2 separate regions of the Mus musculus genome follow, and region 2 is linked to region 1. Evidence: chromatin contacts called from public promoter capture Hi-C data. All regions are on one chromosome and are shown on one strand. The core of a region is the stretch at or near the end of the contact, and the rest is flanking DNA. Distances in the headings are between cores, read along the strand shown. Region 1 holds the start of Cep135 (centrosomal protein 135). Region 2 holds the start of Chaer1 (a long non-coding RNA gene).

Evidence for each region. Promoter capture Hi-C pulls out the DNA fragments that hold promoters and counts their contacts.
Region 2: a contact with region 1 is called in a promoter capture Hi-C map of embryonic stem cells, with 2.0 times the contacts expected there. The contact joins the promoter of Chaer1 here to the promoter of Cep135 in region 1. A contact is called at or near these places in 4 of 39 promoter capture datasets (the HPC-7 cell line, HPC-7-derived erythroid cells and embryonic stem cells) and 1 of 115 datasets of contacts at active chromatin or transcription factors (memory CD8 T cells).

The regions. Positions count from the first base shown.
Region 1 is chr5:76,587,032-76,590,239 of GRCm38.p6, forward strand. It overlaps Cep135 (centrosomal protein 135), which reads left to right and starts at 1,668. Exons shown (of 26, transcript NM_199032.3): 1 at 1,668-1,893.
Region 2 is chr5:77,138,847-77,142,054 of GRCm38.p6, forward strand. It overlaps Chaer1 (a long non-coding RNA gene), which reads right to left and starts at 1,459. Exons shown (of 2, transcript XR_880410.2): 1 at 1,384-1,459.

The DNA.
Region 1 (3,208 bases), core at 418-2,917:
AGTGCAGCACAGCCCCCAGCCACCTCAGTGGGGGACTTACACAGGCAAAGAGCACAAAGTCATCTCATGTAAAACAAGCTTTTGTTTACGAAGCAGAAACAGTAGTTTTGTTAAAGTTGTGCAAAACCAGGCAATTTTAAAATCTAACCCATTGGAAGTCCATTTTTGGTTTCTGCTTCTCTCAAGCAGTTTTAAAGTGAGCCATCAATATAATGTTAGCCATCACATCCCCAGTGACACACTTTTCCCAACAAGGTCACACCTCCTAATCCTTCCCAGACAGTTCCACCAACTAGGGGTCATGCTATTCAAGTATATGAGGCTATAGGGGCCAATCTCCTTCAGACCACCACATTTCAGATCTAAACTACAGCATCAGTTTTCAGTGAAAGCAACTCTTTTACCTTTACATCTGGCTTTCTTCCTCCTTACAATCAGGACCCCACCAGCCTCTAGGCAAACCTCATTCTAAGTGTTTCAGGAACTCCTGTTGGTGCTGATATTAAGTCTACAAAGCTCACTTTCTGTGGTGAGGGCATCTGTTTTCCTCCATGCCTCCACAGCCATGCAATTTGCTTAAAGCGCTAGGACTTGGGTGGGAAGCAGCAGCATTCTGCATTCTCATCTTTCAAGTTTTGTGTGCCAGGATCCCTGACCTTAGGCCTCGGAGGTCAGCAGTGACCCTGACTCTGGGTTATCAATGCCACTTGGAACAAAGGCTAACTGTAGCTTTCAATCCCATGTACCCCGTTGTATTTCTTCACTGAGTTTTGTTCTAACATTTAGTTGGTGTGTGTTTGGGGTAAGGGGGGCCACCAATGTTATCTATCTTCACTAGATGGCTATGCACAGCCAATTTCTGATATTTATGACTTTTTTTAAAAAAGATATTTGTCTTTACATAAACATATGCTTACTTGTATATGTGCAAGATGGTATAAAAATCTCTACAGGATTCATTAGCTCCTTAAAACTTCCAATTAAAAACGGACAAAGCACACAAAATGGAGACTGAGACGTGAAAACAAAGAATGAATCGGCACAGAGCAATTCACATCCCAACATACAGTTCCGTGCTGAGCAGTGGACAAAGTACATAGTCAGAGGAAAGGCCGGCTTGGTAAGGAATATAAGCAGAAACAAACAACAAAAGAAAACAAAACACGCACAAACAAAAACTCAACTCTTAACCATCTAGAAAGTTTTTAGGAGAGTGGTGGACTCTGGGGATTTGACCATGATCTTTGTAACCATGAGCAAGCTATTGTAAGCAATTCATTTCAATTTAACATTTACAAATACTGTGACAGATGCTAGAGAAATACAGTTGAATAAAAGAATATCTGATTCAAGGAGCCCACAATTGGAAGCAGCAGGGAGAAACGTAAACAAGTAGGTTTTGATGGTCGGATTCTATTCTGGGGGTTTACATGGGTACGGGGCAATAACTGTTATCAAGTGGTAGCCAGGAGAAGCTGCAAGGACAGTGACATCCAGGGGGAAGACAGGGCGATCAGCAGAAATTCACCTGTGAAAGGTCATTGGGGGTTAGCTGATGGTTACCGCCAGCGGCCAGTTGGCAAGGTCCTCGGGCACCGCAGAGGTTCGGGCTCCCCGCCAGGGGGCGCCGTAGCCCCGGCATCGGCCGGCCGTTACGTTTCCGGGCACCGAGGGCCGAAAGCCGCCATCTCCGGGCGGCCGGCGCGCGCGCCGCCACTGTGGGCCGCTCCGGTCCGTTACCGGGGCAACGGCGGCGCTCCCTCCTTGTGGGCCGCGACCGTCTCTCTCCGCGCCATTTTCAAACCGCGCTCGTGCCGGAGCCATTGGCCGCAGCAGGACGAGCCAGCGGGGACAGCGGGTCCGGAGGGCGATGTACCTCGGGACGGAGCGGCGGTGAGGCGCACCCGGGGGAGGCCGCGGGGGCTGGGCCGGGTCGCGGGGCCTCCGGGGCGGTCCCCACCCCCACCCCCGAGCGAGGGCGGGAGCCCGGGCGCTGCCGGGAGGAAGTGCGGGAGGGCGGCGCGGGGACCGTCCCACAGTCCGTCGGTCCGTCCGTCCGTCCGTGCGGCCCGGGGCCGACCCGAGGAGAACTGCCGTTCCACCCTCCGGCCTGAGCCGGGGAAGGACTGCTTGGCCGCTCCGGCCCGTGCCCTTTGCGGTGCCCGCACTCTGGTGTTGGTTTTTTTAAACGCTACTGTATCCGCAGGTTGCATATTTCTGAGAAAGTAAGAGGTGCCCGCTTTGAGACAACAACGCCCCAGGGTTTAGTGGACAGCTAGTTGTAACTGCGGAACCTACCCTTTTCGGCTGTTTTGATTTAAAGCTTGTGATCTGGAATATAGGGGAAACCCTAATATGTACATATCACCCCCCAGCCTGGAGGACTTTACTTATTATGGCCCATGGTCTTTTGATTCGTATTCTCATTCTGCCTTCATGAAGGATGGAGAAAGATGGTTTCCTGGTACCCGGAGTTGGCAGCTGTCAAGGAGGGGGCATAGTTCTTGGAGTTTGCCCCGCTAATTTATCTTGTCAGATGTTTTTCTTGTGAGCACAGGAGTTTCTGTAAAACACCTCCGGCATCAATCAAGTCCTTTTGTGGAGGGACCTAGAAAGCCCTAGGGGAAGCCTCTAAAAGAAGATCCTAGATTTGTTAACGGGGATAACCAAGAAGAAACACTAATTTAGAAGTAGCCCTGTGGTTGGGGAAGCTATTTTCTTGGGACAGCCTTCTTGGCTTTATGCTTTAAATAGGAACGGTGACATTGGTACTCGATCCCACAATGGGTGTTTGGAGCATCAGGTTTTGCATGTATTCATTTATGTGCACTTATAATTTTTACTAGTGGTGAAGGACATAATTTTTATTTGATTTAGAAACATGAGTTCTATGACTACAATTTTTTGGCAAAGGTTAGAAATGGTCTCTGCATAACTCAATTTTAGGGCAGATTGGTAGAGATAATAAATAATCATAGGTGTTTGAGAAGACAAGTATAACAGCTGGAGGTATTGCCCAGTAAAGAGTGCTCTCCTACCATGTCATAGGCTCAGTGCTTAACCCTGGATACGGTAAACAAACAAGCATAGAAATAGACAAGCATAAAAATGTATACTGAGCTACTTACATGTGTGTTACTTAAAAAAAAAAAAAAAAGGAAGTAAGATTGGGCCTGGTGGTACACATCTGTAGTCCTAGCACTCAAAG
Region 2 (3,208 bases), core at 209-2,708, 550 kb after region 1:
CCAAAGTTGATGTGGAGGAATGTGACTTGATTTGAAGTAAGGTCTCTCACTGAACCCAGAGCTTGACATTCCTGGCTCAGCTAGCTAGCCAGCTTGTCCTGGGAACCCCGTCTCTGCTGCTCAAGTGCTGGTAGTATAGACAGCCATCTTACCTGCCTGGCTGTTTGTACTCATGTTATACCAAAAAGTGATTCATCCACTAATCTATCTTCTTAGTCACACACATAAAATATCTTCACTGCAGTCCCAGACTAGTGTTTCAGTAACTGCAGACTGTAACCTAGTCGAGCTAATGCATGAGACTCAGTGTCATCGGCCTGACTCTGTCCTGCATAGCTGTCCCCTCCCTTGGCTGGAGCCTCCACTCCGAATTGTAGCTAGAGCCTCTTCACTTGTCCCCTGCTTCTTCTCCTGTCCTCTCTGTCCCACCCACTGCCTCTAGCTGCTTTCACCTGAGCAGAGGGAACAGTTGCCAGGTAGAGGGCAAGCAATCAGCCAACGCTCAAATCCTTCGTGGTGGGCAGAACAGCAGTTCCCTGGAGATGCCTAAGTCCTGATCCATGGAGGCCATGGCTAGGTTACAGTCCCTAGTAAAAAGGACCTTTAAAGGGGTGCTTGCAGGCCAGTTTTAACTTAAGGCTGTCCTGGTTTGTTTAAGTGGCCCACTCTGATCGTACTAGTTCCCATGGAGCTGGGGAGACAACTCACAAGCCCGGTGACACAACTTCAATACCCAGAAGCCATATAAAGGTGGGCAGAGTGAAACAATTTTACAGTCCTCTGACCTCCACACACACTGTGGCATCCGTACCCCACCCCTCACCTGCCATGGAGGAGGAAAGTGGATTGCAGAAACCGATATGCTGACCTTGGATATGAAGGAAGAGGGCCAGAAGCCAGCAGCAAGGGGAAGGCAACCTGAGTCCTCTAAGCACTGTCCCCAAATGTCACTAGCAAGACAAAGAAGTAGAAGCCAGCTTCTGAAAGCCTGCTGAGAAGATCTTGAGAAAGTCTTCAAATCATCATATTTAGTAATCCCCGGAGATGTTCTCCTCAAGTTCCCCCTTAACAGTCAAGAGGTTTTTCCTTATGTTTTTTTAATACAGAAATTCTAATAAAGCCACTGGAGAATGTGAGTGACATCACATTCTCAGATTAGACTTTTCTACACTGTATTAGGAAATGTCATCCTAGATGACTTTGGAATTGGTTAAGAATCTTCTAGTAAGAGATGCAGTCATATCAACGGCTTCATGTTGTCCCCTGAGGCCATGCTGGACTACTAGTCTGCAGAATGACAGCAAGCTTTCGTTGTGTCAGTCACAGCCTTGTGGTGACTTGCTGTGGTAGCTTCAGAAAACACACAGCACCCCAGGGGCTTACCAGTAAATGCAGAATGGAGACCCAGCTCCCTCCAGTCCCTCCTCACTCTGAATTCCACAGTGCTTTCCTAGCAGCCCCACCCCCACCCCACCTCGTCCCTCCCCCTGGCTCCACCCCACTGCAGCCACACTAGGAGGAAGTGACATCAATGTGGTCAATGTGCCGATCAGGAGTCAAGACAGTAGCTCTTTAATGTAGCATCAACGTTAATGCAACTCTCTGTGACAACAAACATAAAATATTGAGAGAAGAACGAGATCCAGCCGCAGGACTGGCTCGGCTTGCCTTCTTTGCCACCTCTCTCGGCTTGTCGTCTTTGCCAACTCCTGTAGTTTGTAGTTCGGGTTTCCAGCTTTGCCCTCAGATCTCTACAAGGCTTTCTTTCTCGCTGACTTCATCACAGTTTTATTGTAGTTACTCTTTTCCTCTCCTTTCTTTTCCTTTCCTTTCCTTTCCTTTTTCTTTTTTATATTGAATCTTTCTATTGTGGCCCAGGCTGGCCTCAACTTTCCATCCCCCTGCCTCTGACTTCTGAGTGCTGGGATGATAGGCGCACCCCATCGCACCCAGCCTCAGCTACTTACTGGACCTTTTCTGACCATTTGCTTAAAATCATAGTGGCCCTCACCAGCGTCCTGTCACTTACTGTTTTTCCAGAAGGATGAACATGCCTAATTTATTATTTCATTTATTCACTGCTGTTTCCAGAAATGTCACCTAAAAATCATGCAACACGCGCAATGGTTCAGAAAGTATGTGTGGAAGGAAGAAGGGAGGGAGGGAGGGAGGGAGGGAATAGAAAAAAAGAGCTGAATGTAAAGCAAGAGTACTTTGTCAAGGCGTGTATGTGCATGTGTGCGCGTCTACATATGTGCTTATGAGTGTGTGAGAATGTGTGTGTGTGATTATGTGCACATTCCTGTATGTGAGTGTGTGTAAATATGTGAGTGTATGTGTGTGTGTATGTGAGTGTGTGTGTGTACCTGGATGTGAGTATCTGTTATGTGTGTGTGAATGTGTATGTACTGTGTGAGCATGTAAGTGTATGTGAATGTATATATGTGTATGTGAGTGTCTATATGAGTGTGTGTGTGAGTGCATGTTGGGGGGGGGTAGGGAGGACTTTCTCACTGCATTACTTGAAGGCAGAACTCCCTGAAGAACAGCAGTAAATTTTAGTTTGCTTGCAGAAACATTAATTTATGAGCGAGCTCCGTTTTGTCTCCTCCCTGGGGGGTAGTAAGCACCGGGAGCCAGCGTGTTCTCTTAGATTAACCGGCAGATGTGGACTGGTTCAGTGTTTTCTTTTCTAGGAATTAGCTAAATGCTGTTCCCACTGAAGCGCCAGGAAAGTTTGACTACCTTGTGACTTGTCTCAGATCCGGGGAGACCCAGTCCTTGCAATGTTGGCTTTGCTAATGCCCAGAGATTATATTCTATTCAAGCTGTCTCTCAACCCTGAAAACTAAAAACTCAACTTTGATATTCTCTCTCTCTCTCTTTTATCTATTTTTCTCACTCTCTCCCTTTCTCCCTCCCTCTTAATGAGAAAATTTTAGCAAAGACACTATTTAAAAGTCAGTGATATTTTGTATCATAGAAAATCTTGTTCCTCCTACTTAGAAGAGGTAGTGAGACTGTATTCTTTTTTTTTTTTTTAAGATTTATTTATTTATTATATGTAAGTACACTGTAGCTGTCTTCAGACACGCCAGAAGAGGGCGTCAGATCTCATTACAGATGGTTGTGAGCCACCATGTGGTTGCTGGGATTTGAACTCTGGACCTTCGGATGAGCAGTCGGGTGCTCTTACCCACTGAGCCAT